Regions from separate parts of the Sus scrofa genome. Here region 2 is linked to region 1. Evidence: chromatin contacts called from public Hi-C data. All regions are on one chromosome and are shown on one strand. Each heading gives the region's core, a stretch centred on a gene start, on an enhancer-like site or on the middle of the called end of the contact. The rest is flanking DNA. Distances are from core to core; before and after follow the strand shown. Region 1 overlaps CELF2 (CUGBP Elav-like family member 2). Region 2 overlaps LOC110255590 (a long non-coding RNA gene).

What was found. Hi-C and Micro-C count contacts between places; a contact is called where the count stands out from the background.
Region 2: a Hi-C map of retroperitoneal adipose tissue shows a contact between it and region 1, with 2.3 times the contacts expected there. The contact joins two enhancer-like sites. A contact is called at or near these places in 2 of 47 Hi-C or Micro-C datasets (embryonic fibroblasts and retroperitoneal adipose tissue).

The regions. Positions count from the first base shown.
Region 1 is chr10:60,827,157-60,831,474 of Sscrofa11.1, forward strand. The region is part of intron 1 of CELF2 (CUGBP Elav-like family member 2); the gene reads right to left. Among named protein-coding and RNA genes, the nearest start is that of CELF2, 38 kb to the right of the region's middle. Within about 2 kb of position 2,120, at least 2 of the 83 cell types and tissues checked have an H3K27ac peak or open chromatin away from gene starts, as enhancers often do. A contact at or near this core is called in retroperitoneal adipose tissue, where this site is marked.
Region 2 is chr10:61,268,322-61,272,639 of Sscrofa11.1, forward strand. All of the region lies in intron 2 of LOC110255590 (a long non-coding RNA gene), which reads right to left. Among named protein-coding and RNA genes, the nearest start is that of CELF2, 400 kb to the left of the region's middle. Within about 2 kb of position 1,925, at least 10 of the 83 cell types and tissues checked have an H3K27ac peak or open chromatin away from gene starts, as enhancers often do. A contact at or near this core is called in retroperitoneal adipose tissue, where this site is marked.

The DNA.
Region 1 (4,318 bases), core at 870-3,369:
GAAACACCTTCTCTCTCATATCTACAATCCCCAGAACCCAGCCAGTTCTAAAGATTAGTCTGGAAAGAAAGATAATTAAAGATACTTTCAACTTTGTTTAAAACTGTGACTGCTAAGCTTGCTTTTGGCCCCTGAACCCTCTCCATCCACCTGACAACCTCCTTGTGGGTCTAAAGAATCTACTTTGGAAAAAAACACTCATGTAAAACCTGAGCTCACGCTTTGCCTGAAAGCAAAGAAGGAAAATTATACTCAGAAATTCAGAGGGGGCGCTCCTGTCGTGGCTCAGCAGAAACGAATCTGACCGGCATCCGTGAGGATGCAGGTTCCATCCCTGGCCTCGCTCAGTGGGTTAAGGATCCCGTGTTGTTGTGAGCTGTGGTGTAGGCCTGCAGCTACAGCTCTGATTTGACTCCTAGCCTGGGAACCTCCATATGGCATTAGTGTGACCCTAAAAAAAAAAAAAAAAAAAAAAAAAAGACATCAGAGGAAAAGATAGTTAAAGGTTCTCTCTGCCTAGAAGGCTCTCATGTACGTGGTAATGGGTCTGTGGAAGCTTAATTGTGAGTTGTTGTTGTTGTTGTTGTTGTTGTTGTTTTAATGAAGAAAACCATCACTTTTCCTCTAAAATGTGTTGACGCCCAAACAGGAGGACTCTGAAGGATGTGTAAAACCACCCCCTAAAATTCTTTTCTGGTGAAGCAATACCCAAGCGCTCACACTCAGAAAAATGTCAGGGAAATAAACAATGAACTTGGCAATGTAAGAATTCCAAACAACCCTTCCTCTGCAAGTCCACTTGGTTTTGAATCACTTCTTTATAAATCATTTTCCTCTCCCCAGTGGCTCAGTCAAATGTGAGCTTAGTGGAGGCACTTTCGATCAAATTTAAAATTTTTAAAAAACGAAGCAACCAACCAAGGGCTTCTGTTTTTGTTTAAGGAGGCAGAGGGATCCGTGAAATGACATGGATGACAAGGGACTTCCAGCGACTCCCTGGAGGGGATGGGGACGCGGGGAAGAATTCTCGTTCAGGTAGTCGTCCCAAGGGTTCGGTTGGCTCTCACTAATGTTCCGCCTAAAATGACTCGAGACAGGAACGGGTGAAGGCGGAGCACCCTGGACCGGATGCAAATGATAGGACATCAGGGACCCGAAGCCATGAAAATGAGCACTGAGCCCACATGCCCAGGACATAAAAGAAATCAGGACAGTCTTAATGAGAATCAGGCAGGGCGCCTAATGAGAACCTTAATATACTTTATCTTCCTTTTCTATTTCATCTCGGTGGCATTAGACGCAGCAAACCAACAAGCATTTACGGAGCGCATGCTCTGTGCCCAGCTCTGGGCCAGGCACTCTGGGGACAATCTCTAATTGCATGGATTGGGAGTTTGGGGTTAGCAAATGCCAACGATCGTATGAGTGTGCAACGGAAGTACCCGACTGCACACCAGACACGGACACAACATGAAATCAACTATACTTTTTCTCTGGCCCCGCCCACAACACGCAGGAAGTTCCTGGGCCAGGGATCGAACCTGAGCCACAGCAGTGACTTGAGCCACAGCAGTGAGAAGGCTGGATCCTTAACCCACTAGGTCGCCAGAGAATGCCACAATTAAAAAAGCAAACAAACAAAAAAACCCTGCATGCAGCCATGGGTCACAGATCCTGACCAGCAGCAGAATCCCCCGGGGTTCTGAGAAATGCAAATTCTCAGCCCTGCCTGGGACCCAGGGAATCAGACAGTCTGGGGATGGGCCCGGCTGCCAGGGTTTCCAACCAGCCCTGCAGTGCTTCCCAGGCGCGGTTCCGTCGGAGACCCACCGGCAGATGGTCTAGCCACAGAGGCATGAAATCCCGCAACGGCAGCCCACATTGACACCCACCCGCAAAGTGTGCAAAGCCCAGAGCCTCCCGGAACGCGCAGGCGCTTCGTGATCAAGTTGCTGCCTTTCGAAACAAACCCAGGGCATTTTAAATTCTGGTTTCCTCTCTCACCTCCACCCCCAGAGGCTGAGATTATGGAGAGCAGAGTGTCAACTTCAGCACTAACAGCTAAGTGGGCACAGAAGCTAATGAGTGTCTGGGCCAGAGTCAGGGCCCCAGAAAGAGCCACTTTTGTTCTCTAAATAGGCTATCAACATATATGGTACCTTAAGGGGGGGGGGTGTCTCTTTCTGTATTATTTGGTAATACTGTGCTCAGCAGCAGCCCAGTTCTCTTTTTCCAGGAGCTGAACGAGATACTGTTCTGGGAAGGAAGACAGCAAAGGGAACACATCTGCATTTTATTGCCCTGTTTAAAGCCCTTTTACGGCTCTGCCTGATACCCTTTAGCCAAGCGATGCTAAAATGACTATTTCTTCACCCAGAGTGAGCAAATGTTTTAAGACAGTAATAGTACTAATAATTGCTGTTAACGTTTATTGCCCATTTTATTATGTGCCAGGTACCTGGCATGAATCATCTCTTTTCATTCTCGCACAACCTCAGGAAGCAGCAGCTACGGCTACTCATCCCACCCTACAGGTGAGGAAATTGCAGGTTGGAGACAGCCAGTCTCATGGGCACCCAGCCTGTTCAAGACTACGGTCCAGCCTCGGTCAGGTGACCCTGCCTCTAAGAGCATCATGCCCTCCTGAATTATTTAGCGTCCTGAAAGGCCCTGGGACGTTATCTTTGCCACAGTTAATGCCAGCCACACTTATTTTCGGCCATTACACGAAATGGAATAAACGGACCAGAAGAAGGCTGGAAGGCATCTAGGGAACAATTTGGAATTCTAGGTAACGATGTACAACACGGCAAGATGAAGGAATTAAATCAGGAACGTTCAGCTTCCATACATGGATGTGTTTTGTCGACATCCCTTTTGGTATCTTATGTTTTCGACAAGATTCTCAACGGCAGATTCTTACCCCTGGATGTTTATTAAAAAACTACGAGAGCTCGATGTGTGTATAAGTGAGCTTCTTATTAGCAGAGGCACAGTAATAAGATATTATTACATTACAATATTATATCCTAGGGTATTATAATGCAAGGCAATTATCACGTACTTGGCTAATAGGGTCCATACTGTTGTTATGTAGTAAAACCAGACTGAGTAATAAAAATGACACAATATAATCACAATCGTTGGCACTTGGGGGTGGGGGCATTTTTGAGATGAGGTCTCCAAGCACCTGCCAAGCACGCCTGCAAATTTATATATGAAAAATCAGTGCTACAGAAAAGCTTACACAGATTTATGTCCAACTCTACGGAAGCCTTTGTGCAAAACGTAGCAAAGATTAGAACCTCACCCAATAGAGGGTGACAGCAAAAAAAGATTCTGAGCGATGCCAGGAAGCAGAATCAAAGAACCTGTCCAACAGTAATTTCCTGAGCACCCAGCATAGGCTCAGGACGACCTCAGGCTCTGGGGATAGAGCAGTAAACACGGGGCAGGAAGCACCTGCTGTCTCCGGGCTTACATCCCAATAGGTGGACAGCAAATAAACAAGCAAGTCAAATATACCAGCACCTGCAGAGGAGATGGCTACAGCGGACCAAGGAGAAAACCACAGGAACTGAGAGGTGCGGGGCGGTCAAGGACTTCAGGATGGTATAAGGACATTCGATTTCTCTCTAGGTCAGAAAAGAAGCCATGGGGGCGGGGCGGTGATCAGGCATCTGCATGACGTGCCACCCAGTGAGGGCATGTCCAGGTGAGATGACTATGGCCTGAACCGAAGTGGCTCTGGGGTGAACACAGAATCGGCAGGAGGTGGTGACGGGCTGGATGTGGAGGATGGGAAGTTCAAGAGCATCTCGGGTTTCTGCCAAGCAGCTGGGTACCATTTAGTGAGATGGGGCACGGAAGGGGGAGGGGGGCACAAGATTGGTTTAGGACGTGCACTTGAGGTGTCAAGGACACACCCAAGTGGAGCGAGACGAGGAGGCCGCTGGCTGGTCACGCATGGTGTTCAGAGACAAGGTCGAGGCCGGAGACACACAACCAGAAAGTGAAGAAACACAACGCTCTCTGCTTATGATGGGGATATAAAAATAGCTAATTCCAGAATCATTCTTTTTTCACATCCAGTTCTCCAAAATACAGTGGGGCAGAAAAAAAAAGTTGAGTATGATCAGGAGACAAATTCGATCCCTGGCCCTACCTACGACCCTCTGAGGTTTTGACTCTTACCTTCTACCCACTGCCTGTCTCATCTACAAAGTAAACTTAACTAAGCGTGACACCGCGAGAGTACCAGAGGTCAGTGAGGGGGAGAGAAATTAGAAGTTCACACAGCAGTGGCGGCAAGGTACAA
Region 2 (4,318 bases), core at 675-3,174, 440 kb after region 1:
TCCAGGATGTGAGACTACACCCCAGGCATCCTCGCTGAGACCTCAGATTGCATGAGCAGGGTCATCCTAGACCATTCATCCCTGACCAAGGTGGCCAGACCCAAAGAACTGCCCAGATGACTCAGAAACTCATGAACAAGTAAAACAGTAGTTCTATTAGGCCATCAAGTTCTGGGGTGGTTTGTCACACAGCAAAAGCCAACAGACATACTTGCCTTATCTTCACACTCTTTGCCTGTTACTCACTGGCTCACCGCAGCATTCTGCCTGTTGACCTGGGATTCTTGCCTCTTTCCTTCATCTGTGCTGAGCCTTCTGCTGGGAATGTGCTTCCTCTTAGCCTGGTTAATGCTGACCCAGCCTTTCCTACTTAGTTTAGATTTTATCTCTTTATTCCTTCCTTGACACTTCTCTCCTAGCTTCCCTATGGCCCTTCAGGCTGGGTTAGGTAGGCATCTCTTATAAATATTCCCCAAAATCCTTATCACCATGCTTCCAAATAGTCTTACAATGGCCTTTTGTGAGTCTATTTCCCTGCTGACTCTTGGGGTTTATGAAGACACAGGCTATGCTTTATTCTCTCTTTTTCCTTGCCAACATCTAGAAGAGGGGCTAACAGTGACAGCCAATACAACTTGTAGAACCCATGAGTGAATGGACAAAGGGAAATCCAGGGGGTGGTCTTAAGCTACCTAGGGAAAGACCCCCAAATTAGCAGATAATTGATTGTGTTGACCTTTTAATTCAACTTCTGTACAGCTTTGTCTTACCTCAGTATGATGGGAATTTAGCAAAGAAACAGAAAACAAAACAAAATGAAAACCAGATAAACTTTAGACAAAGAGTGTGTGAACAGCCAGCAGATCAGATAGTTCAGAGGTTTCCAAATTTGATTTTGGTGATGGTAGAAAAGGGTGGAAAACACCTAAATTAAAACCACCTGGGAGTTCCCTTCATGGCTCAGCTGTTAACGAACCCAACTAGGATCCATGAGGATGAGGGTTCGATCTCTGGCCTCGCTCAGTGGGTTAGGGATCCAGCATTGCCACGAACTATGGTGTAGGTCACAGATGCGGCTCGGATCTCCTGTTGCTGTGGCTGCGGCGTAGGCTGGCCGCTGTAGCTCCGATTCGACCCCTAGCCTGGGAAACTCCATATGCCAAGAGTGTGGCCCCCAAAAATAAGCAAAAATAAGTAAATAAATAAATAAAATGAAAATAAAATTGAAAAACCACCGCACCCAGGTCTCAGGTAGATTATTCAGCCTGTTGACGGGTTCAAAATAGAAATCTGAATCCATTTGCTAACAGGTTTCCTATAACTGGGTAGAAAAAAGAGATTTTTCTTTCCTTCCTCCATCCCAAACCTTGTAGCGCCACCGTAAAACTCACCCCAGACAGAGTTGATAAACTGACAGATAGTATCAAATGTCAGACAGGGCTTGTTTCCATCCTGAGGCTCTTGGGAACAGCACGCGAACAGATTGTTCCTGCCAGAGTACCTCATTATTTTAAGCAAATTGAATTTCTCATTGACTATGTTGAAAGGTTGTACGCTAGTTATAATTACCGGTTTTACTTAATTTCCTTTTATAAATAGGTCGGTACTCTGTACTTGAAAGTAGTATGTTGATTACTGACTTTGTTTTTTTTCCTTGTGGCCTCGGGGACTGTTTAGAGCAGAAACTGCTGACGGAGTGAATTTAATGAAACAAATACGCGTCCAATTACAAGAGAGGGAGGGAGTGTGCGTGTGTCTGTGTTGTGTGTGTGAGGGCACACACAGGTAGCAAACACACAATAAGCCAGAATCCCATGTCTGACGGTGAGTGCAGAAAGGACTTCTGATGTGATGCTGGGCTAAGCACGCTGAGCGCTGCTTCCTGAAAGCAGCGGCTCCTGCCAGTGAGAGGCTGAGAACCATCCCTCTGCAGGATCATCTTCTCTGTCTGAGCAGCCAGATTTCCACCCATGGAAACCTTCTGTCCTGACAGTCAGCTTCCTAAAAAGGTGCCAGTATGTTATCTGGGAAGGGGAACTGATCAACTGCCAATGCCACAGCAATATTTAATAAAAATGCAGGTTTTTTTTCTGGTTGGCATAGTAATGCATTTTTTTTTTTTTTTTTGGTCAGAACATTTAGAAAATGAGGAAATGCAGGAAGAAAAATCATAAACATGACCTATAATCCCACTGCTCAGAAATGACTACTAATTTTTTTCATATCTCAAAAAAAACCTCCATATGTAATTATGTATTCATATATATGCTCATAGGTACAACTTTTTTTTTTCTCTTTTGTCTTTAGGGCCACACCCATGGCATATGGAGGTTCCCAGGCTAGAGGTCCTATTGAAGCTGTTGCTGCCAGGCTACACCAGAGCCACAGCAATGCCAGATCTGAGCCACATCTGCGACCTACACCACAGGTCACGGCAACGCTGGATCCTTAACCCACTGGGCGAGGCCAGAGATCAAACCCACAACCTCATCGTTCCTAGTCGGATTCATTTCTGCTGCGCCATGATGGGAACTCCCATAGGTTCAACTTTGTATCTTGTTTTTCAAATGCATTGAAAGCATATCCCCATATTATGTACCCTTCAATGTATAACTTTAATGATGAGCTATTACTCCATAAGGCAGGTAGATTGTGACATCTTTATAACCATTATCATTATTATTGGTTATTATTATATGTCTCATTTCATTTATCATTTCTAAACATGATATATAAATAATATATAAATATTATATGTTATAATAATGTTGTGTATTGTAAATAATATAATATTGAAAATTCCCATAATTAATCATTCTGCATAGTTTTCACTAATCCCTTTGGATAAATTCAAAGAAATAAAATTTAGGGGTCAGGAAGTTTGAGCTCTTTCTGGTGTTTTTTTTTAAAAGGGGCGTGCCTACCTACAGCATGTGGAAGTTCCCAGACCAAGGATCGAACCCATGCCACAGCAGTGACCCAAGCCGCTGCAGTGACAACACCGGATCCTTCACCCACTGCACCAGGAGAATTCCTCTTTCAGGTCTTAATACGAGCTTACATGATACAGATGAAACTGGTTTTTTAGAAACACTGCATCAGTTTGTACCACTTAAAGGTATATGAGACTGCATATATACATATATATATATATATATATATTTTTTTTTGGCCTTTGTCTTTTTAGGGCCTCGCCTATGGAGGTTCCCCCAGGCTAGGGGTCGAATCAGACTTGGAGCTGCTGGCCACAGCCATAGCAACAAGGGATCTAAGCCACATCTGCAACCTACACCACAGCTCGTGGCCAACCCTGGATCCTCAACCCACTGAGTGAGGCCAGGGATTGAACCCGTATCCTCATGGATGCTAGTCGGGTTTGTTAACCGCTGAGCCACACCGGGAACTCCCTGAGACTGCGTGTTTTTCTACATACTTGCGAACACAAGGAATTAAACATTCTAAGACATCATCACTGTGATAACTGAAAAGGTATATCTCGTTTTAATTTGCCTTTCTTTTGCTCCTAGTAGGGCTAAACAATTTTATTTGTCTACAATAGCAATTTATCTTATGCATTTTTCCCTAAAAGGGAAAGAGGTATGAAAGAATGGGACACAGATAGATGTTTTGATGGAAAAAGGCAAGAAAAGAAAGAAATGTGCAGAGCTCAGATACAGCTGCACAAAGGAATCAGCTGAGGAAGTTATGAAGATTTTGACTGAACCGATGATGGAGAGGCCATGGCTTGGCATTTTCTAAAAGCTACATACACACAGACACTCACAGTTGGAGCCGGGGTGGGGTGGATCTTTGCCAGAAAGAACCAGGTGTCTAGGGGGCTATGTGGGATTCTAAGAGAAGGTGAAGGTGGGGCCTGAAGACCCTGGGCTCCTTCAGGACTGACAGTGGTTAACAGCGCAAGGAGATTCTCAAAAAAGGATCAATACCATACGATATCACTTATATCCGGAATCTAACATATGGCACAAGTGAACCTATCTACAGAAAAGAAACAAACTCATGGACATGGAGAAGAGACTTGTGGTTGCCAAGAGGGAGAGGGAGTGGGAGGGCCTGGGAGTTTGGGGTTAGTAGATTCAAACTATTGCATTCGGCATGGATAAGCAATGAGATTCTGCTGTACAGTCCAAGGAACTATATCTGGTCACTTGTGATGGAACATGATGGAGGATAATGTGAAAAAAAGAATGTGTATGTATATACACACACATATATAAAACTGGGTCACTTTACTGTACAGCAGAAATTGACAGAACATTGTGAATCAACTAATTTTAGACACTCCCTTGCTCCTGAG